Regions from separate parts of the Sus scrofa genome. Here regions 1, 2, 3, 5, 6 and 7 are each linked to region 4. The links are chromatin contacts, called in public Hi-C, HiChIP or PLAC-seq and promoter capture Hi-C maps. All regions are on one chromosome and are shown on one strand. The core of a region is the stretch at or near the end of the contact, and the rest is flanking DNA. Distances in the headings are between cores, read along the strand shown. Region 1 holds the start of ETNK1 (ethanolamine kinase 1). Region 2 holds the start of SPX (spexin). Region 3 has its middle 24 kb from the start of LDHB. Region 4 holds the start of CMAS (N-acylneuraminate cytidylyltransferase). Region 5 holds the start of RECQL (RecQ like helicase). Region 6 holds the start of C2CD5 (C2 domain-containing protein 5). Region 7 holds the start of LDHB (L-lactate dehydrogenase B chain).

What was found. Promoter capture Hi-C pulls out the DNA fragments that hold promoters and counts their contacts. Hi-C and Micro-C count contacts between places; a contact is called where the count stands out from the background. HiChIP or PLAC-seq counts read pairs in DNA pulled down with a chosen protein or histone mark.
Region 1: a contact with region 4 is called in a Hi-C map of alveolar macrophages, with 2.6 times the contacts expected there. The contact joins the promoter of ETNK1 here to the promoter of CMAS in region 4. A contact is called at or near these places in 1 of 5 promoter capture datasets (fetal liver), 2 of 47 Hi-C or Micro-C datasets (alveolar macrophages and skeletal muscle) and 1 of 2 datasets of contacts at active chromatin or transcription factors (alveolar macrophages).
Region 2: a contact with region 4 is called in a Hi-C map of skeletal muscle, with 2.3 times the contacts expected there. The contact joins the promoter of SPX here to the promoter of CMAS in region 4. A contact is called at or near these places in 1 of 5 promoter capture datasets (liver), 1 of 47 Hi-C or Micro-C datasets (skeletal muscle) and 1 of 2 datasets of contacts at active chromatin or transcription factors (alveolar macrophages).
Region 3: a contact with region 4 is called in an H3K27ac HiChIP or PLAC-seq map of alveolar macrophages. The contact joins the enhancer-like site here to the promoter of CMAS in region 4. A contact is called at or near these places in 2 of 5 promoter capture datasets (both in liver), 5 of 47 Hi-C or Micro-C datasets (brain, embryonic fibroblasts, retroperitoneal adipose tissue and 2 more) and 2 of 2 datasets of contacts at active chromatin or transcription factors (alveolar macrophages and skeletal muscle).
Region 5: a contact with region 4 is called in a Hi-C map of liver, with 4 times the contacts expected there. The contact joins the promoter of RECQL here to the promoter of CMAS in region 4. A contact is called at or near these places in 1 of 5 promoter capture datasets (liver), 3 of 47 Hi-C or Micro-C datasets (heart right ventricle, liver and skeletal muscle) and 2 of 2 datasets of contacts at active chromatin or transcription factors (alveolar macrophages and skeletal muscle).
Region 6: a contact with region 4 is called in a promoter capture Hi-C map of fetal liver, with 2.8 times the contacts expected there. The contact joins the promoter of C2CD5 here to the promoter of CMAS in region 4. A contact is called at or near these places in 1 of 5 promoter capture datasets (fetal liver), 1 of 47 Hi-C or Micro-C datasets (liver) and 1 of 2 datasets of contacts at active chromatin or transcription factors (alveolar macrophages).
Region 7: a contact with region 4 is called in a Hi-C map of skeletal muscle, with 5 times the contacts expected there. The contact joins the promoter of LDHB here to the promoter of CMAS in region 4. A contact is called at or near these places in 1 of 5 promoter capture datasets (liver), 2 of 47 Hi-C or Micro-C datasets (heart right ventricle and skeletal muscle) and 1 of 2 datasets of contacts at active chromatin or transcription factors (alveolar macrophages).

The regions. Positions count from the first base shown.
Region 1 is chr5:50,969,492-50,972,694 of Sscrofa11.1, reverse strand. ETNK1 (ethanolamine kinase 1) reads left to right here and starts at 1,947. Exons shown (of 8, transcript XM_021092211.1): 1 at 1,947-2,393. The coding sequence starts at 2,238. LOC110260725 (a long non-coding RNA gene) reads right to left here and starts at 1,867. Exons shown (of 3, transcript XR_002344079.1): 1 at 1,695-1,867.
Region 2 is chr5:51,927,203-51,930,407 of Sscrofa11.1, reverse strand. SPX (spexin) reads left to right here and starts at 1,368. Exons shown (of 5, transcript XM_013988349.2): 1 at 1,368-1,595; 2 at 2,009-2,089; 3 at 2,302-2,359. The coding sequence starts at 1,590.
Region 3 is chr5:51,785,430-51,788,565 of Sscrofa11.1, reverse strand. No RefSeq gene overlaps it. Among named protein-coding and RNA genes, the nearest start is that of LDHB, 24 kb to the left of the region's middle. Within about 2 kb of position 1,740, at least 4 of the 83 cell types and tissues checked have an H3K27ac peak or open chromatin away from gene starts, as enhancers often do. A contact at or near this core is called in alveolar macrophages, where this site is marked.
Region 4 is chr5:51,457,274-51,460,126 of Sscrofa11.1, reverse strand. CMAS (N-acylneuraminate cytidylyltransferase) reads left to right here and starts at 1,596. Exons shown (of 8, transcript XM_003126433.5): 1 at 1,596-1,968. The coding sequence starts at 1,709.
Region 5 is chr5:51,952,127-51,955,124 of Sscrofa11.1, reverse strand. It overlaps RECQL (RecQ like helicase), which reads right to left and starts at 1,665. Exons shown (of 15, transcript NM_001253707.1): 1 at 1,581-1,665. GOLT1B (golgi transport 1B) reads left to right here and starts at 1,811. Exons shown (of 5, transcript NM_001243500.1): 1 at 1,811-1,964. The coding sequence starts at 1,940.
Region 6 is chr5:51,038,920-51,041,922 of Sscrofa11.1, reverse strand. C2CD5 (C2 domain-containing protein 5) reads right to left here and starts at 1,404. Exons shown (of 25, transcript XM_021092231.1): 1 at 1,188-1,404; 2 at 915-1,033. The coding sequence starts at 1,004. It overlaps LOC110260726 (a long non-coding RNA gene), which reads left to right and starts at 1,639. Exons shown (of 5, transcript XR_002344084.1): 1 at 1,639-1,820.
Region 7 is chr5:51,809,531-51,812,530 of Sscrofa11.1, reverse strand. It overlaps LDHB (L-lactate dehydrogenase B chain), which reads right to left and starts at 1,599. Exons shown (of 8, transcript XM_013988347.2): 1 at 1,442-1,599. The coding sequence starts at 1,564.

The DNA.
Region 1 (3,203 bases), core at 698-3,197, 490 kb after region 4:
CATCTATCTATCATCTATCCAAACATTTGCTTATTGATGGTCAGCTAGATTTTTGCCAGTTGTTAGCTTTTATGGCTAACACTGAAAGTGTGCATTCTTGTACACACTTTCTCAAGTACATGTGTGGGATTTCTGTATATACCTGGAATCAAAAATGGTGGATATTAAAGAATGCCTATCTTCAACTTGATTAAATACTGCCAAATGTTCTCCATTGTTTTTTTAAATAAATTTACCTTCCACCAGTAATGTACACTATCAGAATTCAAACATTTTCCCAGTTAATGGATGGGTATAAAATGGTGTCATTTTAATTTGCACTTCCTTGATTATTTATTAAAGAGGTATATTTTCATATCATTTTCTATTTGCATTTCCTCTTCCGAAAATTAATATTCTTTGTCCATTTTCCTCTTAGGTAATTTGGCTTTCTTACTGGATAGTGGTATTGTGAATACTAATCCTTTTTTGATCATGTATGTCATGATCATCTTTTCTTTTTTCATGGCTTGTCAATTAATTTCATGAAGTTTTAAATTTTATTGTTTTCAAACTTGTTAGTCCTTTCCTTCATGGTGTGTGTACTTTATGAGCCTTCTTAAGAAAATCCTTCTTTTAACTTGCAATCACAGAGACTTGATCTCTATGAAAAAGAATGGATATATGTATACGCATAACTGAATCACTTTGCTGTAAGCCTGAACCACAACACTGTAAATTACTATACTCCAATAAAATTAAAATAAAGATATTCATTTAATGTGGCTTTTGCCATTTTATGACATTTTAGGGCTTAACATTTTCTCTGGCTAGTACTTGCAAAGGGTAATGGGTATCTAAAATTTAAGTATAACAATAAAACTATTATTCTACTGTATTTTGTGGCATATTAGGAATTTTTTTCTTTTTTGCTAAATTCATGCATGTGGAAGTTTCTGGGCCAGGTATCTAATCTCAGCCACAACAGTGACAATGCTAGATCTGTAATCCACTAGGTCACCAGGGAACTCCAGGAAGTATTTTAAATTTCTGTCAAAGCCTTAAACATAAAATTTAGGCTCTAAAAAAAAAAAAAAAAAAGTAAACCGATTCTAAGTTATTAAATATTTTGAACATTAAGCTGAAACCAGTTAGTAATTTAATTTACCACTAACAAACACATTCGCCCTTTACTAAGTGCTGCAGAAAAGACAGTTTAAGAGGTCAAATCTCAACTCATTTTCCTCAATCATAAGGAAAATTAGGAGGTCCCAATAAATTACTTGTAATTACCCAGTTCCCAGTATTCCCTTAGCAGGGGAAATAGCTGCTAGAAGATAATGAGACTCAGAGTTTGAAGGCAGCCGTTTTAAGGCCCACTCAGGGATACGCTAAAAGAGCATTGAACCTCAAAATCACTTTCCTGCCTTTTGAGCTTCATCTCAGACTCTAACCTGCTTTTTCGGACCCTGACCCTGAATAATCCAATGTGGTCAAATATCTGGCCTTAAAAATAAATCTTGAAGTTCAGTCCTTGTCTTACTCAAATAACCATCCCCAAATCAACCCAACTTCGTGATCCTCAGTACATAGCAGCTCTCAGGTCAAGACGACCCCGTTAATCCAGCCTGCCCTGACTAAGGCCAAATTCAGTGGCTGATCCTGGGGTTACTTCAGAAGGTGGTCCTCCCTTCCCAGAAAAACTCCAGCCCTACCTCAAACGCAGACCCCAAGACCCTCCCAATCAGGTGAGTTAAAGGTTCAATGCTTTTCGTTCGGGGATCGGCAGGGCTCAGGCTCATTGCAGAGGGGGAAACCCTGCATTTTTCCGACTAGCAGTCCACATGGCAGGGTCTGACAACAGGAGCGCAGACAAGCGGGTAACTAGGCTCATTGTGCCCGGGGGGTGGGGGGAAGGAAGGTCGGCCTTGGCCTAGGACGCTGCCGAGGCCCCGCCCCACGCGTGACGCCGGCGTCAGGCCAGTCCCGGCATGCTCCGCGCCCGCTGGCGGCCGAGCGCAGAGGAGAGCAGTTTTCCCGGTGAGCATCCTCGGCTCAGTTCAGCCGCTGTCCAGACCTGGGTCGGCTAGAGTGCCGCCTCCAGCAGTTTTCCTACCGCTCGACCGTCAGTCTGAACGCCCCCAGCCCTCCCGTGAGGGCGCCCCGGGACGGAAGGATCCAGCAGCCTGTCGGCGCCCGCCGTTCTCGTGGTCGCCGTCGCCGTCGTCGTTGTGGTAGTCTCTGCCGTCGCCTGGGCCATGGCCAATTACATCCACGTTCCGCCCGGCTCCCCCGAGGTCCCCAAGCTGAATGTCACGGTTCAGGATCAGGAGGAGCAGCGCTGCCGGGAGGGGGCCCTGAGCCTCCTGCAACACCTGCGGCCGCACTGGGACCCTCAGGAGGTGACCCTGCAGGTAACGCCCGCACCTCAGCCCCAGGTCTCTCCCCTTGACGTGGTCCTGGGGAGAAATGGGGGTGGTTCACTATCTCCAAGCCCCTGGTGACCCGGGAGGACCTATGGGAATGTCTTCTCCCTCTCTTCTTTGGGAAGTGACCCTGTGTTTCCTCCGTCACATCTAGGAAGGTCACTCCCCCTTCCTTCACAATTGCTTACCAAGGTTGCCTTGAAGGCAGATTTTCCCTTTTCAGAAGCCGCTACGTTAAGTGACGCACCCAGACCACACGGGAAGGTTCTTGTTGATAGTTGCTCCTCCTCCTCCCCTGTCCCTTCTAACTGCAAAACGAACCTTTTCCACACCTCTTGCAGGAGGTCCCCTTCGGCCCTTCGTCTCCTCTCCTTTCGCGAATAATGCAGTAATTAATCTTCTCTGATCTTTTCCTTTCCTTTCCCTCCCCTCCCCCGTCAGAGTACTCCCATTGATGCTCACCCTGCGTTTTATCTTCTCAGATCCTGGGATTGGCGAGAGTACTTGATCCCAAAATGATCGTGGTCGTTATGCATTACTAGATTGGGTTCTTTCTTCAGTAGCCCTAAACACTCTTCATTTGTGTTAGTGTTTCTGAAAATGTTTTAGTCGTATTGGTGAAACTAATAATATCTAATGTTAGAATGATCAGTGACTGGTGAATATTTCTTTTAACTGAGCCACTGTTTCATAGATATATGAAAATTGGGAGAAAAAGTCCTTAAGAACCTGTGTGTTTTTTAGTAGCTTATTTTTAATAAGTTGCAATTTGGTATACGTGAAATTTATTTTAAATAC
Region 2 (3,205 bases), core at 119-2,618, 470 kb before region 4:
GGAAGTTCATGGGCAAGGGTCAAATCAGAGCTGCAGCTGCTGGTCTACACCACAGCCACAGAAATACCAGATCTAAGCAGCGCCTGTGACCTACACCACGGCTTGCAGCGACACTGGATCCTTAACCCACAGAGAAAATCTAGGAATCAAACCTTCATGTGATGGACACTATATTGGGTTCTTAACCCACTGAGCCAGAACGGGAATTCCCATTCATCCCTTTAGAAGAAATCTATAGGCTGGTGATCTCTTTGCTGAGTGCCACAGAGTTTTGCATCTGCAAGTGCCTACTTGACCCTTCTCCTTGGATGTCTAATATAATTTTAATTTCAATAGGTACAGATAAAACTCTCAATTTCCCTCTCTTAATTCGTTCCTTGTGAAGTGTCTCCAATCTCAATAAATAGCTTCATAGTCACCCGTGTTTAAACCAAAAATCTACAAATCTGACTTGATTTATTTTTCTTAAACTCTCATATTCCATTTATCCACAAGTCCATATTTTCTACTTCTAACATGCATCCCAAATTCATTACAGCTCTTTATTCCCTGAAAGGACTTCTCTTGCCTAAGTCATCATCTTTTGCTTATAACCAAGTTCCCCCATTTGAACTGATGCACATCTTCCTCTCCAACCTCAATTCACAGTGCTCTCCTCTGTCATCCATTCAGCTTTGGCTCTGCTGGTCTCCTTCTTGTTCCTCAAGCAAGCTAAACTCTTTGCCATCCCAAGAGTTTGCTTTTTTGCTTCTGCCTGGAATGCCTGCAATACTAAATCCCACGCAGTTTATCCCAGGTCTGACTCCACCTTATCCTTCCAGACTCCCTTTGATTTTTAACTTCCTAGAGCCTATCTTATCACATCATTTTACTTATTTTCCTTTATAAAGCTTAAATATTATATTTAAAATTCTGTAATTACCAGTTTAGAGTGTTTCTCCCCTGACTAGAAGATAAACATGACCAAACCAGAGGTCTGTCTTTTTCATACATGGCTGTGTCCCTTGAACTAAAGGGAAGACGGATACACTGTAGGCATTCCATAAATGTTTGTTAAAAAATTGAATGGCTAATTAAGTGAATGACTGATGTCAAATCCACTGAGATTCTCTAACCTTTTCATTTCTACCCAAATGATTCATCTTTAGTCATCAGTGATAACTTGATAGCTAGTTCCCGAAGACGAGTTTTCTTACTTTCTTCATTTACTTTTGATTCTGCCTGGAGTTGTTAATCACTTTCTTTAATAATAATAATGTAGTAGTGGTAGTACTAGCAATGCCTTGGGAAGCTAGTAGGAAAAGGAAGGCTATGATGCTAATATATTCAAAATTATTTCCTGGCTGATGTGGGCAGTAACTGGTGTTTACCCATCAATCTTTCCTCTGCTTCTTGCAACTGAATCTCCCTGGAGGAGTCATCAGATCCTCTCAATCTTGAAGACTGACATGAAGTCCCTGTAGACACTCTCATTCAAGGGAAGAAAAGGAGGAGTCCTTGACACTAAGATTTAAAAGCCCCACCCTCAGAACAAGATCAGAAATTTCACAGGTAAATCTATAGGTATTGCTGTTTCCATAAAGGAGAACATGAAGGTAAGTAAAGTTTATTAACTTGAGGGTTTTTTTTAGCTATTTTATAAAAAGCTGTATAGCTTTTTACCTATTTTATTTTATGTTTAATAAGTGTTTCAGGGACTAAAGAGTAGTTAAACATTATGCCTTTAAAATATCACAATCATTTAATTCCGCTAAGAAAAAGATGCACTTATTCACCCCAGTCCTCATTTGGGTTAAATAATGAAAATTATGTATTTCTTAAATAATTTTTTAAAATAACTCTTTGCAGATTATCTAGAAGATAAACTGGGAAACCCCCCCCTTTCCCCCACACACTGAGTGCTGAAACTGAACACAGCAAAAAGTAAGGGGTTTGTAATTGTCCAGGCACCAAGGAGGGAAGCAGACAATCCTATAGGCACAGAGATGACTTTGATCTTTTCCTGTAGGGATTCAGAAGTCTGGTGGTAACAACCTTGGCTCTTTTCCTGGTATTTTCTTTCATGGGACATTCCAGCAGTGCTCCACAGGTAGTCAAATGTGAAAATTGGGGCTCCTCTACTAGCTTTGTGACCCCTTCCTTCCTCCTTCCCTATGCCTTCTTTTCCTTCTCTCTTCTTCTTCTTTTCCTTCTCTTTCTTTTCCCTCCCTTCCTCCCTCTGCCGCCCGCCCCACCCCCCCATACAGAGAGGGTTGAGCAGCAGCGTCTTACTAACTGCTTTGCTCTTCTCCCGGGTTGTAGAGACTCTTTGAGAGAAGAAACTGGACTCCTCAAGCTATGCTCTACCTGAAGGGTGCACGTACGTACGAAATTCTCTGCTCTTCCGAGAGCAGTAAAGGGGATCTTAGGGGTGCTTGAATTTGTGGACTAGATGGCAGAGTTGAGGGGAGAGAATGGAGTTTGTTCCCAAAAATAATCGAGGTCATTCGGGTCTCAGTTAATCTTTGGAAAAGGACGAGGGAAAGAAAGGGAGGCAGTGAAAGGGGCGGGGGAGAATTCTGTTCGATAGCGATCCTCCACCCTAAATCAGAAGGCTGATAGGTCCCAAAGGAAGCTGGGGTTTCCGGGTACACCCCGCCCGGGCTGATAAGCGAGACCCGGGGGCACTGGGCGGCCCCGGGGCGAGAGGCGCGCGGACCTTCCCCGCGGTCTCCTCCATCATCAGCGCCGGGCACCGGAACCACGGCAGCTCAGGCGCGCACCGGACCAGGGGCCCGGATCGCCGGGCCAGGAGGGAGATGAGCCGGTATCTCTCCTTGGCAGAGGGGCGCCGCTTCATCTCCAACCAGAGCCGGAGGAAAGACCTCTCCGACCGGCCGCCGCCCGGTGAGTGCCCGGGAGCCAGGGGTCAGTGGCGAACGACGGCGGCGCTAGAGGGGAGGGCGCGCTCCGCCTCCGGAAAGGCGGGCTCCCGGGCGGCCCCGGGGAGAAACAGCCCGCCCAGACCCGCAGGCCGCGGGCGGTACGGGTCGTTGTGCCCGGCACTGATGGGTGTCCCGTGGCAGGAGCCCGGGTCCCGTTCCAGGGCGTCTGGACGGGTATGAGAGCTGCGAGGCCGCGCCTAGAAATGTGCCTCCAGTTTACGGCAGGATCTTTACAAGGTTTCTCTTAAACGCTGTTGTTGCCAACATTATTGTTATTAAAA
Region 3 (3,136 bases), core at 491-2,990, 330 kb before region 4:
CACAGAAGCAAAAGACTTTATTGGGAAGAATGTTGGCAGGACATATTATGGGCTGGCGTCTCCTCCCTCCCTTTGCCCCTCCCGAATTCTCCCAGTCAGTTGCTGGGGGCAGCACCGAGTTCCTTATTGGAACCTCCTGCTGTGAGACAGCTCATGCAGGCAGTTATAATGGTGCCTGGCCAAGAACTATGGTTTCTTTAAGGGTTCCCTGTGAGGACTATAGCCTGGTGGGCAACCCCCTGGATAGCTCTGAGGAACTGTTCTGAAAAGAGGAGCCAGGATGTAGAGGACTTTTGCTGAGATAAAAAAGAATGTTAGTTGAGCATCAGTAGGTTACTGCTAATTACAAAAAACAGACAACTAAGGTTAATAATCTTAATTCTTTTCTAAGGTTGGGAAAATGTCATTTGGGCTCACTGAAATCATTCCTTTCGTATGCACCTTAACTATCTAGGGCCATTATCCTGGTTTTCAACATCTTGAATTCCTGCAGGATGCACTGCAGGGGGCACCACAGAGGCTGATGGCTTGATGGCCCCAACATACTTTGTTTGCTGAAATGACAGGCAACATTTTTTTTTTTTTTTTTTTTTTGTCCTCAGTAGGTACTTGGATTGAGAAAAAAAATGAACCAAGATTTTATTTTTTCCCTGCAAGGAATTAATTTTTTTTTTTAAATTTATGTATAGCTGGCATTTCTTTTGTGGCTCAGTGGTTAACAAAACTGACTAGGATCCATGAGGATGAGGGTTCAATTCCTGGTCTCGCTTAGTGGGTTAAGGATTTTGTGTTGCCCTGAGCTGTGGTGTAGGTTGCAGACATGGCTCATATCCTGCACTACTGTGGCTGTGGTGTAGCCTGGCAGCTGTAGCTCCAGCTCGACCCCTAGCCTGGGAACTTCTATATGCCATGGGTGTGGACCTAAAAACCAAAAAATAAAATAAATTATAGTTGATTTACAATGTTCTGTCAATTTCTGCTCTACAGCAAAGTGACCCAGTCATATGTATATACACAGATATATATGTATATTCTTTTTCTCATATTATCTTCTATCATGTTGTATCACAAGTGATTGGATATAGTTCCCTGGTGTGCAAGGAATTTTTTTTAACAGGGAGAGCGTGTGTAAAGAATGGAGGTAGAAACCACAGTGATGTCCACAGAAAGGCAAATGGTTTGTTAGACTGGACTGAGGGAAGAGTGCTGCAAAATGATGAGAAATGGAGAATTTGTAAAAGGCTTTAACTGTTAAGGGAAACACGCAGTAAATCTCGTTTGCAGGCGGTGTTAACATTCTTGACAATTCCTGTGCCTTGCCAGCAGCTTTTGACCTTGTACTTCACACCTAGGCCTATATTGAGACGCAATATAGAATAATAGCCATTTAAATTTCACTGTCTAGCATAGCCCACAAAATTCTAGAGGTGGAATTTGTGTTTGGAACAATTTCGAGGACCTCATAGAGAATTCCCTAAATCAAGTTAACCAAACTCACTGTAATTTATTAAAGTCAAAATTCTGTATCAGCAAGTTGAAAGGTGAACCTGAAATTGGACAATTCTGTGGAAACAGTAAAGCTTTAGCTCCTGAAACTTTCCAAGGACAAGGAAAAAATAACTGGAAAGGTAAATGTGGGCCAAAGTTGAAAGATTCTTGTTTGACATCCAGTCTCATTGCAGCAATAGCTGCAGTCTGCAGGGCTTTCAGTCATGTCCTTAAACACTGCCACCTAGTGGAAATTTTCTAGAAATATTGTGTAAACTTCTAACACTTTCCGTATGACTTCACTCTTCTCTTTCTGTCATTCCCATCAATGACAATCTGGATTTTTTCTCTTTATTTAAGTTTTCTTTATTATTGGTTTTGATAAGTTTAAAACTGGAAGAGTTGACAAGAGGATAAGTTTTGGGACTGAGACAGATCTGGGTCAACCAGGACTCTGCCTCTTGCTAATTTTGCGGTTTTGGGTCAATTGCTTAATCTTTCTAAACTTCAGTTTCCTCATTTATAAATGGGAACATTCTGAAGACTAGAGATAATACACTGAAAGGACAAAGGAACATATGAATGCATGTGAAAGGTGGCACATAAATTCACAGAGCAATTGATACAGCAGTGTGCTACATGTATAAAACAGTTACAGGGTGAGCCCAGGCTTGTACACAGGGGGATGCTGACTGACCAATCAGAACAGGTGTTGGCCTTCAACAGCCAGTAGGACAGCGATATGAATACATAGGCTGATATCCGCCCTATCTGTCCACTCACCACTTACTTCCCAAGACACTCTGGTTTCAGCTGATTTCAGTGGTTGCCTCTGGGAGTGAAACCTAGGTGACAAGGAGTGGGGAAGGAAACCAACTTCTCCACTATTTACTTTTTTTAACCAAATGCATTTATTACCTAATCAAAAAATAAATTGAAATAGTTTCACAGGAAAAAATAAATACATAAATTATTACGTGTTTTAATAACAGAAGTATTAAAATGACATTTTGGGTCTCCTTCTGTTTATTTTAGCATTTTAGTTACCCATTAATTTTAAGAAGATGAGTTTTGTATATATTCTGGGGTAATATTCATAATCTGATCATTTCATGGCACTTGTGCGTTGTGGCTTTTCTGTAAAGGGGGGCGGTTCAGACTAAGTTTCTTTACTTTTGATGCCAGATTTGCCCAGACCAAAAGTCCTCAGTTTCTTTCAGCCAACTCACTTTACGTACACTGGTTTCTATGCTTGGAATAAAGCAAACTTCATTCGATTCATTCTGTGATACTGCCATTGTCATAATATGAGTTATCTTCCACTTCAGACAAAATAGAAACAGACAAACCAACCTTGAGTTGTCTGTCTTTGAACTGAAGTGCCTGCAGTGCTGATGGTGAAGTCAATGGGGCAGTTTTATTGAGCTATTTCGTCCTGTGTAGAGAACTAAATTTTAGAGAATTTTTTTTTTTTTTTCACTGTCATATATCAAACACTCTTCAGAATAAGGAGTTCTGGCTTCTGGCTCCTTTGTTCCTGGGTACTAATCTCCTATAGTATCTGTCAACTTTAAAATAGGGCTCATAGGAGTTTAGGGGGAAGGATTATTGGTGAAAGAAGCTGAGAAAGGCGAGCCTATGGGATTCC
Region 4 (2,853 bases), core at 347-2,846:
GCCTGGACCCCTTCTTCAGGTGCTGCCTTGATGCCTGTTTACAGTCATCCTTCCCCATATTCAGCATCTTTTCCCAGAACCGGTTCCAGGAAGGGCTGGGCCATCACTACTTCGCAGGCAAGAAGATGAGATATAAAGTTTCCAGTGTCTGTCTAGGATCCAAAACACTAAAAGCTTATTTTATTTCCTTCATAAAGGGCCAAGACCTGTGAAGCACAAAAGCCTTCTGCCATTCCTTAAGAAGGAAAGGCAATAGGCTACCTTTCCTGCTTCTGGATGTATTAGCTTCCACCCAGGACAGACAAGGAGACTCTCTGCTTCCAAAACAGGCTTGCAAAAGTAGTGAAAGATAAAATGCATATTAAGTAGGAGATGCCTTCCTAAAAGAACTATTACAAAAGAGGTGTGTGTGTGTGTGTGTGTGTGTGTGTGTGTGCGTGTGCGCACGCGCCCATGCACACCTTTGAAATTTTCAGCGGGATCAAGAGCTTGAAATGATGTCATAGGACTCCTTCTCTCTTCTCCCTTCATCTCTTGTCCCTAATTTCTTTTGTGTGAACATCAGTCTCCCAGCCAATTTCAGAACAAAACCCCCACCACCAGCCTTTCCTCATCCTGCCCTGAGTTTTCAGGTTTACAGGGTTCTGAGCACCCAAAAATTCAGCAAGAAAAAAAAATCTTTCCTTCCCAGATTGTGGGCTCTGCTTGGTCATAGGCCTGTCCCTCGACCACAACTGTGTCCAGGAAGATGAGACTGACCAACTTGGGTCCCACACCCACTACTACAACGCTGAGGATTTGAAACACCCACCAGGTCAAAGAGGTAAAAATTCCTGAAAGGAAAATATTTCTGGGAGTCCAAAAACAAAAACAAACAACAATAGTTGTCTACTACATTAGAAGGGAATAGTTAAGGTCAGCTTCCTAGTTTTTTCCACTTAGATGGGGAGATACTGTTGATAGAAAATGTCGATGGAAATGTTCACAGAAATGTTAACTAGACCTATTGCAGTGATCATTTTGCAATACATACAAATATCAAATCATTGCATTGTACACCTGCAACTAATATGTTATATGCCAATTATGCCTCAATTTAAAAAAAAAGACAGAAAATGCAGAGGTAGAAGCAGTTTGAGGACACATGGAGAGTTGTTTTTAAAATATTGAATTTAAGGTGACTGGAGGACAATGAGGTAATCTCTTGCAAACAACGAGTCAGGGGCACTGCAGAAAGAGGTACACTTCAAATATAAATTTTAAAGTATAAATTGATTTGTGTTAGGGTTCATCAGGCCCTGCAGGGGGAAACTTACTACAATTCCTAAATGGGGACGCTCTTTAGCAAAAGATCGGTCATCTAGATGCACTATTTTAGAAATCTCCATACAATATCAAGCCCCCCAGAAGATGCAGTGCCTCCCGGTTGTGACTGCCTGTCACTGCCTGACTTGGGTTTGCGGTCGCCCTGGTGGACCCCAGGCAGAGCCTAAAGTGTCTCCAGGACCCCACGAACTACCCGCGGACTACAATCCCCAGCATGCCCCACAAGGGTGAAGGACGTGGCGGTGGGTGGGGCCGGGAACAACCACTCCCACCCCACCCCACCCCCGCGGGTGGCCGGGCGGGGAGATCGGGCGGCGCCGAGCTGAGGCGGCGAGACGAGCTCCCGGATGTGGAGAAGCTGGGGAGAAGGCGTGGGAGGAAGATGGACTCAGTGGAGAAGGGGGCCGCCACCTCTGTCTCCAACCCACGGGGGCGGCCCTCCCGGGGCCGGCCGCCGAAGCTGCAACGCAACTCCCGCGGCGGCCAGGGCCGAGGGGTAGAGAAGCCCCCGCACCTGGCGGCCCTGATCCTGGCCCGGGGCGGCAGCAAGGGCATCCCCCTGAAGAACATTAAGCACCTGGCGGGGGTCCCACTCATTGGCTGGGTCCTGCGTGCGGCCCTGGATTCGGGGGTCTTCCAGAGGTGCGCATGTGCGAAAGTGGGCGGTGCGGCCTGGGAGGGGGTCGCGAGGGGGAGCCGGGCCGCTGGCGGGGCAGTGGCTCGTGGGGCTGTGGCCCATGGAAGGGTTGTGCAAGATTCGGGGTGTCCGGGCCCAGGCTGACAGCCCAGGGAGGAAGGGCTCCAGCTTCTTCCTTGTTCCTTGGCCGCTAATAGCCGTGAACTTGAGACAGTTCCTGTCCCCGCCCTTGAGAATAACATCCGTAAATGAGGAGATTTCCCCTACTCAACCGTTTGCGCCGCCCGATTTGACCTCATTGGGTAAAGGAAAGGAGGCCACCCTTCTGAAACGTCTACGATAATTTGTGAACTCCTTTAAACAGAGGCCATTGGCTTTCCCCTGTTGCTCAGCTCCTGATACCCACTTGGTGCTGATCGATTGAGGAAGCATCAGGTTCATGAATGGAGTGGGGTGTTAAGGCTTTTCCAATTTCCAGCTTAGCTTGGCGATCCTTTCCTGACCTTTGGGAAAAAGCTATCTGCCTGTGAGTCAGCACTATCTAGAACGCTCCCTACATTTGTACCTATGTGAGAGACAGTGGGAAAGCGCACCCCTGGACTGTTGGATGAAATGCTTATAAATGGTTTCATTATACCTTTGGAGCCTCGTTTGCCCTAAGGACAGTTTTAATTGTGCATCATTTAGAGGAATGGCCATATGCCATATTGGTCAGGAGTTACAAGCTGATGTCATTCATAAAAGAAGAGAGAGAGAATTCTGTGCCAAGAATGAATTTACACATGGTAATTTCAGCCTAATTATGATTGAATTTGTTACAGTGGAAAGTAAATTATTTTCACCTTTTGATATTTGGGCTTGGGTTTTTTTAAAGAGATGGCTGGTTTTGG
Region 5 (2,998 bases), core at 416-2,915, 490 kb before region 4:
AAGTAGAGGAGTAAACCAAGGACTTCTCATTCCTTATCTATATGAACACATCTTCACCATTTCATGGAACTATAACTCTCCTTCTCTAGACTGTAAGATTCTCCAGGAGGGCAAGGATTGAGTCTCTTGACTTCTATATCCACATAGCCTACAAAAGTGCTTGTCATTTAGGTTTGCTGAGATTGAAAGCAGAGGCAGGAGACTTTATCCTTTTTGTTCGTTTTGTCTTTTTTAGGGCCACAACACATATTGGCTAGGGGTCCAATCAGGGCTGTAGATGCCGGCCTACACCACCGGATCCTTAACCCAATGAGCAAGGCCAGGGATTGAACCTGCATCCTCATGGATACTAGTCAGATTCGTTTCCGCTGAGCCACGATGGGGACTCACGGAGCCTTCATCCTTAATGAAAGAATGTAATATACAAGCATTTCTCCCCAATATTCTAAATGATTTCTTGATTATATCATCTAAAAAAAAAAAAAACTGCTCATAAACCCCTTCCTGAAATGATGTGATTTAATAGCAAAAGCTATCTGAACATAAACTCCACCCAAAAATTAATGAGCTATCTATGATTAGTACTTCAGACAGAGCAGGTCTGTCAGAAGTATAGGCAGGCACTGTTAAAATCAAAAACAAATGGAGACCTGCCTTGAAAATTCCCTGGGCAGACAAAACCAGCACAGTCATACAAACAAAGCTTAATTTAGCTTATTTTGAAAGACTAACCTGACCTGGGGCATTTCTTGTTTATGCCTCTGGAAATCATAAGCAAAACTCAAACTGTTTCCCTAGGTTGGTATGAGGTAACCACTGACCGATTCCCTATTGTTTTAAAAAAATGTTAATATAATCAATAAGCGTCAAGAATAGAGTCACTGCCCTTACTAAATAAGATGCTTTACAACAATATATAGTCCAGAGTCTCATCCCATGTTTTTATTTGAGTGCTCCTGGTTGGCTAGCTGTCTTTCAGGTGGGTATGCAATGAACTTTTACTAATTACTACTTCCGTGATTGAGTGGTTTTATTTCTTCTGTATCTGAACTTCTGACAGCATCCTCAGGGACTCAAGTCAGTCATGCACGCTGGACATCAGGTACTACAGGCTAAATCACACATACGCATCATCCCTCTCCCCGCCACTGTATTTAGACGCAGTAACAATTTAATAATACCCTCCCCTAGGCGTCTCCAGTGGCGCTTCCCAATAAATGGTGGTTGCAAAAAAAAAAAAAAAAAAACCGTGGGTGACCAAGCCTCCAGTATGGAAAAGGCTAAAGATGCCCGAGCTGGGGAGGGGTCGGCAGCGGAACGTTCCCCTAAAGGCCGGAGTTCCATTAGAGCTGGGCGATGATGGAGAGTTCCATTAGAGGGGAAAGGGCACCCGTTTCGCCCTGCCAATGTAGTAGTGGAAGGAAGTGGCCCGGCCTCATGTCAAGCTAGAAAAAGAAATATTAGCTCTTTCAAAGCGGAAACAGGAGCTACCCCACAACCTCTCCCCAAGGCGTTAAGGAACACCCACGCCTCCCCGGTCTCCGACCCCAGGAAGCCCCACACTAAGATCCGTTACCCACCACTTTCAGCTGCGGTCCAATAAAAACTTCCCGCCACCAGGCTTTCCTTTCTCTCCAGCCGGGAGCATCCGCCCTTCCGGGTCGGTTTTTTCAGCCAATTGCAAGCAACACCCCTCTCTAATTGGTCGAGGGATGTGATCACCAGGTGCATCACTGAACAAGACAATTTATTATTGGTCGATCTTGGGAGCGGTTTTAGCCAATGGAAAGCAGCCTTGAAGCTGGGGTGGAGGCGGCTGCGTGTTTCCGGAAGACGTGGCGGCTCTTGCCTGGGCTGCTTCCCGGCTTCTTTTCTCCGACTCCGCTTCACACCCTGGCCGCCCCGAGGTGCTATCGCCGCCGCCCTCACCGCTGCAGCCATGATCTCCTTAACGGACACCCAGAGTAAGCAACTGCCCCGGAACCCCCGCCTCGAGCCCCTCACACCCCTTGCTCAGGCTGAGTGTCGCCCTCCCGCCCCCCGCCCGCCGGTGTTAATGAATGAAGCTACGCGACTGGGGCGGCGGCCTGGAGACTGAGCTAGGACTGCGGGCAGCTGGAGAGCTGCCTGGAGGCGCCGAGGGTTGCACTTATACTGGTGAACCTGGCCTGGGCCGGAGAGTCAGTGGAGTCTGGGGAGATGCCCGCGCTGGGAGGGGGAGCTTTTGGCGAGCGTCAGTCTCGCGCCAGGGTCGCGCCGCACTTACTCCCAGGGAGATGGGCGCTTTGTTCCCGCGGACGGCCGCGAGAGAAAGTTTGATGCGTGGTGCCCGCGGCCCATTCTTGAAGACACTTCTGCACATGACACACGTGGGGTCTTCTACAAGTTACTGCTGGTTGTTTGGGAGGCCGTGTTTTAAATGTCACCTATGGTAGGCTCTTTCTGAAAATGTGCTTACGCTTAAATATTTTGAGTATTTGCCTTGTGCCACCACTGGAAGCCGCCTTTTAAAAATCTTGTAAAATGACTTCACTTTTCTACCGGCTGATGTCTCCCCGGTAGTAAACTTTGTGATTAGTTAAACGATTTCTTTCATTAATATTGTATATTGTTTTGTGGCATGTTTTATTATTTCAGCATCTCTTTCTACCGGCCACAGAGTTCTCCAGGCCTATTTTATATCTAGGATTACACTGTTTTTTCTTTTTTCTTTTTTTATCTAGAAGAGTTAGACTTTTCTAACCTGTGTATCTTAATAATTTTGCATTTACATATCTGCCAACCCTGTGTTTCCTATCTTTTAATGGTCGTGAGGAGCTTTTTATCTCACTTTGTTTTATCTGCCACGCCTTTTTTTCTTATTCTGTATAACTTGAATTATAAAGATTTTAAGAATTAAACGGTCCATTGAAATAGCAATAGAATTTCATTTAAAAATGCTCTGTTTTAAAGTGGAGTTGGTAAGGTTTGGATTCAAGTTATGGCTAACTTGAACTTC
Region 6 (3,003 bases), core at 155-2,654, 420 kb after region 4:
GAAGCCAGGGATCAAACTCACGTCCTCAAGGATACTAGTCAGGTTCGTAACCACTGAGCCACGCCAGGAACGCCAACATTTTATATTGAGATGAAATCAGGCTGTATATTATCATATATCTATCAACTCTAAGGATTAATAACCCAAATGATGATTGTTTTAACACTCTGGCTCATCATGACAATTTTTATTACAATCCTACTTGGCTTCTTTCAGACTCTGGTGTATTACTTTCCTGGGCCCTAGGCCTGTGCTAATTTGCATGAGTTTTAAACTAATCATTAGATTTAAAAAGCAATTGTGCAATTTAAATCCTTGGCACTTAATTGGCTTGCTACCTCAAGGCATTAAATTACCCTGAAAGATTTCTTCAGACCTACCAGTCTATACAAGAACAAGAAAGTGTTACAGTTGTGTTGTAGAACTTAAACCGATGATTCAGAAAATACGATGTTAAACAGTGGATCACCCTGCAGCTCTCCAAGTGCCCATAACGGACTGTATCTACACTTTCGGACACCATCTCCATCACTTTAGCATTAAAATTAAAAGCCCAGCTGTCCGGCCCCGAAAAGAGGTTGGGGGTGGGTGGCTGGGTGGGTGTGTTTCGGCGGCCGCGTGGCCACGCCTTGGGATCTCCTGACTGGCAGGTGGCCTGTTAGGCGTCCTGACATCAGGGTCACCCCAGGAGGCAGAGCAGTAACTGCCTCCCCGCGCGGCAGGGCTTGACAACGCCTGCGAGCCGTGCACCCATCACATGGGCTGCAGTCAACCCTTGAGGGAGAGCTAGCCAAGCACGGCACACGGCAGGGCAGGAGGCAGAGGAATGGGCTGAGGGGCTGCGGGCGAGATGGGTAGGATCCTAACAGGGCTTGGCGTGCCCTGTGTTTGGAGGGTCAGGACCTTGCACCAACCTCCACGAAGGCATCAGTCAGGTCACTAGCTCGGTCCATCACTGGCAAATGGCGCCCGGCCACGATTTTCACCTTCAGCTTCCCAGGCATCGTCTCGGCTTCGGCCTCTGCTTGGGCTCCTGCAGAAACAAACAAGCGAGTCTGCGTCGAGCGCCCAGGCGGGCGGGGGAGGGGCGGGAGCGCGCGGGGAACGGCGCGCGCCGAAGGGAGCGCGCGGGGTCACTGACAGCGGAGGGCGCGCGGAGGCGCGCTGCGCCGCTGGCCGCCACTTACTCTGAGAAGAGACAGCGGGCCGTCTCGCGCGGGAGCTGAGGCCTCATTCCGGAGAGGCAGCTAGAGGAGTGGCCCCGGTGGAGGCTTCTGACCCGGCGCCACACCGCTGGCAAGAGAAGCAAAAGCCACTCGGCATCCCGTTGAACCGCCGCAGCCCAGACAAGCGTTTCTCCTCCCCCCAAAATGGCGGCTCCCCGGGCGGGGTGGAGGCATCGATCGCTCGGCGCTCGGCGCACCTCTCCGGGGAGAGACTAAATTCGCTTACAGATCACCGAGGCGGGACGGATTTCGGGGAGGCCGGGAGGCAGGGGAACGCGTCGAGCCCCGCATCATCCACCGAGCCCCGGCTGTAGGTTAGCGCCCAGGACGAAAGCCCGCTCAGTCTTCCGGGGGTGAATCACAGGTTCCCTCAGTGGCTTCCCTGCGGGCGGCTGCCTTCCCACTTGCGACGCTGCATTTCCGAAGGGCTGGGACAGAAGGAGCAGCAACGGTGACAACCAGCGGAGCGATTCCAGTCTTTTACGACCCATTTAGTTCTTGAAATCAGCTTACCTGGTTTTTACGTGGGAAGGGTACAGTTTTTGTTTTATATGAAATGGAGTGCGGAATTTCAGGAACATTTTGGATAGTGGAGTAAGTAGCACTCCTTATTCAGATATATATACGTGTACGGTGTACTGGGTTATAGTTGTTAAGGTAGGTCTTGGGGGCGAGTGGGGTGTTGAACACTTCGGAATCCAAAGCCACTCTTAGACCATCTCAGTGTGGTTATTAAGCATCTACAAACCTAAATACCAAGATTTCTGGCAGGAGTTCACAACCTCCTACCATAGGAAATTGTGCTCAAATGCAAGAAATGGACCAGTTGAGCTTAATTAAACATCTTGAAGAGTCGACCCAGTTACAGATACAGACAGCTATAGATAAACATTGCTAAAATGAAGCCTAATCTGTAGGTTCAAACCTTCAAAAAAAGATTAAGAAAATTGAGACATACACACAGGAGGTAACACAAATCACTCCATACCAAATATCAAGAGCAGCATTAACAATACATGCCTTAACAAGTACCAAAATTGGCATTAACAGTTACAGTAGAAAGAATATACCACTGGATTCATCAATAGAGGAAAATTCACAAATGAGATAGCAGGATGCTATTTTTACCTTTAGTACTCAACTGAGAAAGGCATCCAAATTGGGAGGGAGGAAGTTAAACTGTCATTATTTGCAGGTGACATTAGAAAGGCTCCACACTGAAAAACTGTTAAGAACTGATAAATGAATTCAGTATAGTTGCAGGATTCAAAATCAATATATAGAAATCGTTTGCTTTCTATAAATGAGTAACCAACTATCCAAGAAATTAAGGAACCATTTATAATTGTATAAAAAAGAATAAAATACCCAGGAATAAATTTAACCAAAGAGGTAAAGACTTGGATACACAAAAACGTATGACTTTGATGAGAGAAATAATGTCAAAATGTTTTTCAGTATTAATTTTTTGAAAAATAATGAAATATATTAGAAAATAGTCCATACTCATGGATTGAAAGAATTAGTATTGTTTGTCCATACTAGCCAAAGCAATCTAGAGATTTAATGCAATTTCTATCAAAATTACAATGGCATTTTTTAAAGGACTATAACAATTCTAAAATTTGTATGGAACCAGGAAAGACCATGAATAGCCATTGAAATCTTGAGAAAGAAGCACAAAACTGGAGGTATCATGCTCCCTGATTTCAGACTATACTGCAAAGCTGCAATATCAAAACAGGATGGTATTGTCATAGAAATAGACATACATCAA
Region 7 (3,000 bases), core at 350-2,849, 350 kb before region 4:
CAGAAAGACTGCTAGTAGAAATACAGATTATTTGTTCAAATAAGACCTTTTAAACTATCTAGGGGTTTCAGAAATGACAATTTAGAATTCTGAGCCAGTGCAGATTTTTTCCCATCTTTCTTGAGAAAAAGAGATTTAAAAAATTTTTTTCCTTTGTAGGGGTTATTTAATTGCAGTTAGGTAAAAACATCCCCACCCTCCTGCCCCTTCTGTGCTTATAAATCATTTGAAATGAACCCATGCCTTAAGATCAGGAACAGAGATCCACTTTGCCGACTGCCTCTCAACTCTAACCTTTTAAAGGCCCACCACGTTTTGCCCTCCAATTCATCCACTAAAATGTGCACGCTCTCCCCGCCCCCTCTCTTCAAGGCCCCAACCACAGACTGCAGTGCAGGCCGCCCAGGGGCCACCTCTTCCTCTTGGCGCCCGCAGCGCAGAGCGCAGGTCAAAAGGGGAAGCAGCAACCATGAATCTCCTAGGAGAAGGTATCTAGGGGAAGAAGTCTAGGCTTTCCTTACTCTGGACACCAAGAGCTGGCTAATAAACAAAGCACCTGAAGCATCAAGAAAAGAGGCCAGAGGAGTTCCCGTTCTGGCTCAGGGGTTAGCGAATCCGACTAGGAACCATGAGGTTGCAGGTTCCATCCCTGGCCCTGCTCAGTGCGTTAAGGATCCCGCGTTGCCGTGAGTTATGGTGTAGGTCGCAGACGCGACTGGGATCCTGCGTTGCTGTGGCTGTGGCGTAAGCCGGCGATTACAGTTCCGATTGGACCCCTAGCCTGGGAACCTCCATATGCCACGGATGCGGCCCTAGAAAAGACAAAAAAAAAAAAAAAAAAAAAAAAAGAAAGAAAAAGAAAAGAAAAGAGGCCAGAAATGAACCGGCCCAAAGCTCCGGGAGGGGATGCGGGTGCCGCAGTCGGATACAGCCTGGAGGGCAGGGTCAAACCCACAGATCACCCTTTACCCTCATTCCGGAAAAGCCGGGCACTTTTACATTCCCGAGGTAGTGGCCGCCTACGACCCGCCAGACCTCACGGGTCATCTGGTCCCTTCCCCCCAACCCCCAGCTCCTCCAGCACGTGTCGGGGCTCTAGCCAGCAGGCATCGGGGAGTGATGCGGCGCCATGAGCCCATCAAGGACACGTAGGAACCGGGATTTAGCTGCAAAAGCAACAAGTCTGTCCCCCGGGAGAGCTCAGGCTGGCGGCGAGCCCAGATGCACAGCGGACAAAGCCCGGGGCTTGGTTGCAGCGCCCCCGCACCGCTCCGCACTCCAGCCGGCTGCCCCCACCCGAATCCGGATGCTCAGGGAGAAAGGCCCGGGAGCGCAGATGCCCTTCCTGGTCCTTCCCTGTCCTTGCTATACAAGGATTCCCCTCCACATCCCACCTGGTTTGCCCGAGAGCCGGGATTCAGGATTCCGAGTGGAAACCTACCAGAGGAGTGAAAGTTCTTGAGACGGCTGTAAGGGTCGCCCGAAGGAGACAAAGTCGGCAGCGTGCGTCTGCTCTGGCGCAGGATCTGCAAGGAAGGAGGAGGAAGCGGGGCCCGCCCCTCATCAGCCTCCGAGCTTTCTCTATTGTGATTGGAAACCCGAGCACCGCCCACCCCTCCCCTCCGCTCGCTCAATCCGGTTCAAGGACGTGGGCTCAAGCGTGCCCAGCCCTCCCTCCGACCGGTTGAGGAGGTCACCTTCTGGCGGCTAAGGCGGCCTCGCTCTCAGCTAGCTTCTGGGCGGAGAGGCTTTTCCACACAGAGGCTGCCTTATTTCTAAAACCTGGCCATCTTAAACTCTTCTGGACGCTTCTCCTCTTGTTCGGATAAATTTAGTCAGAATAGAAGTACATTTCTGTTTTGCGTTCCAGGTCAATTTTAGAGGACCACTGTTCTGAGCAAAGATGCTGGTGGTGTGTTCCCCTGGAAGAGTGCTGCTGATTCTGGATTTTTTTTTTTTAATAAAACTTAATTTTCTTTTCTCATCATTTCGATATAAAGTTCATTCGGTGCAATAATGACTAGTGGGTTTTTCCCACCTTATTCAGTTCAGCAAAAATGCAACCGTTAACCTGCTAGTTGCCTGTGAAACTAGTGAGGCCGAGTGCCTGATTTCTGAAGTTCTCTACCAATCTGTATGATCTCCAGGGCAGATAATGGGGCCACCAGAAAGATGGAGTTTCTCTGTTGGTTTCTGAGTTACTCCAAAGCTGCATGTTGCCAATTTATCTGTGTTTCCAACATTCAGCCCAGTGCCTGGTACCTCAATGAATGAATGAATGAATGATGAATGATGAAGCAGTTGAAGGCATCCTATTGTGCCTTCAGTAGTGTGTGTTTAATAAAATGCTTTCAGGTATAGCAATCTCACAAACTCCCTGTATTTGAAAGGAATTTTTTTGCTAGTGTTTTTTTGTAGTTATTTATTTTTGTTAAATGGCCGTTAATCTTATGCTTTAATTTAATCTCAGTGCCAAGCATGGGAGGTTCAAAATGAATATATATAGCAGTGTGTTGTTGAGGTGTTCCCAGTCCAAGGAGACAGACAAGTAGGTACATTCCTTCAATTGTGATAAAAAGTGATAATAGATATTTGGCTAAAATATGATAAAAATTCAAAGAGCCCTAAGAAAGGGTGTGTCTAGAGGAATTGATAAACCTCAAACTCCAGGATTACAGAGTCCAGTTAGTGGGAACATTGATGACTCTAAAGGAAAGTCTAGTTACAAATTGAAACATGATCAGGGAGAAGAAGAATTTGATGGATAACCTCAAAAGTATTATTATGTTTATCCTGAATCCAAGTTTGAAGCAAGACCAGCAAGTCACTCTAGAAAGAAATCCAGAAGCCACCCTAGACTTTACTTACCTGCTTTCCAAAAAAGTTGACCTATATCCCCTGTCGACTTTTAAATATCTCCCCAATTTGCCCCTTTCTTACCATCCCTGCTACTCTGTCTTTGGGAGGAAGGAGGGACAGTAAAAAAAATAATAAGAGAGG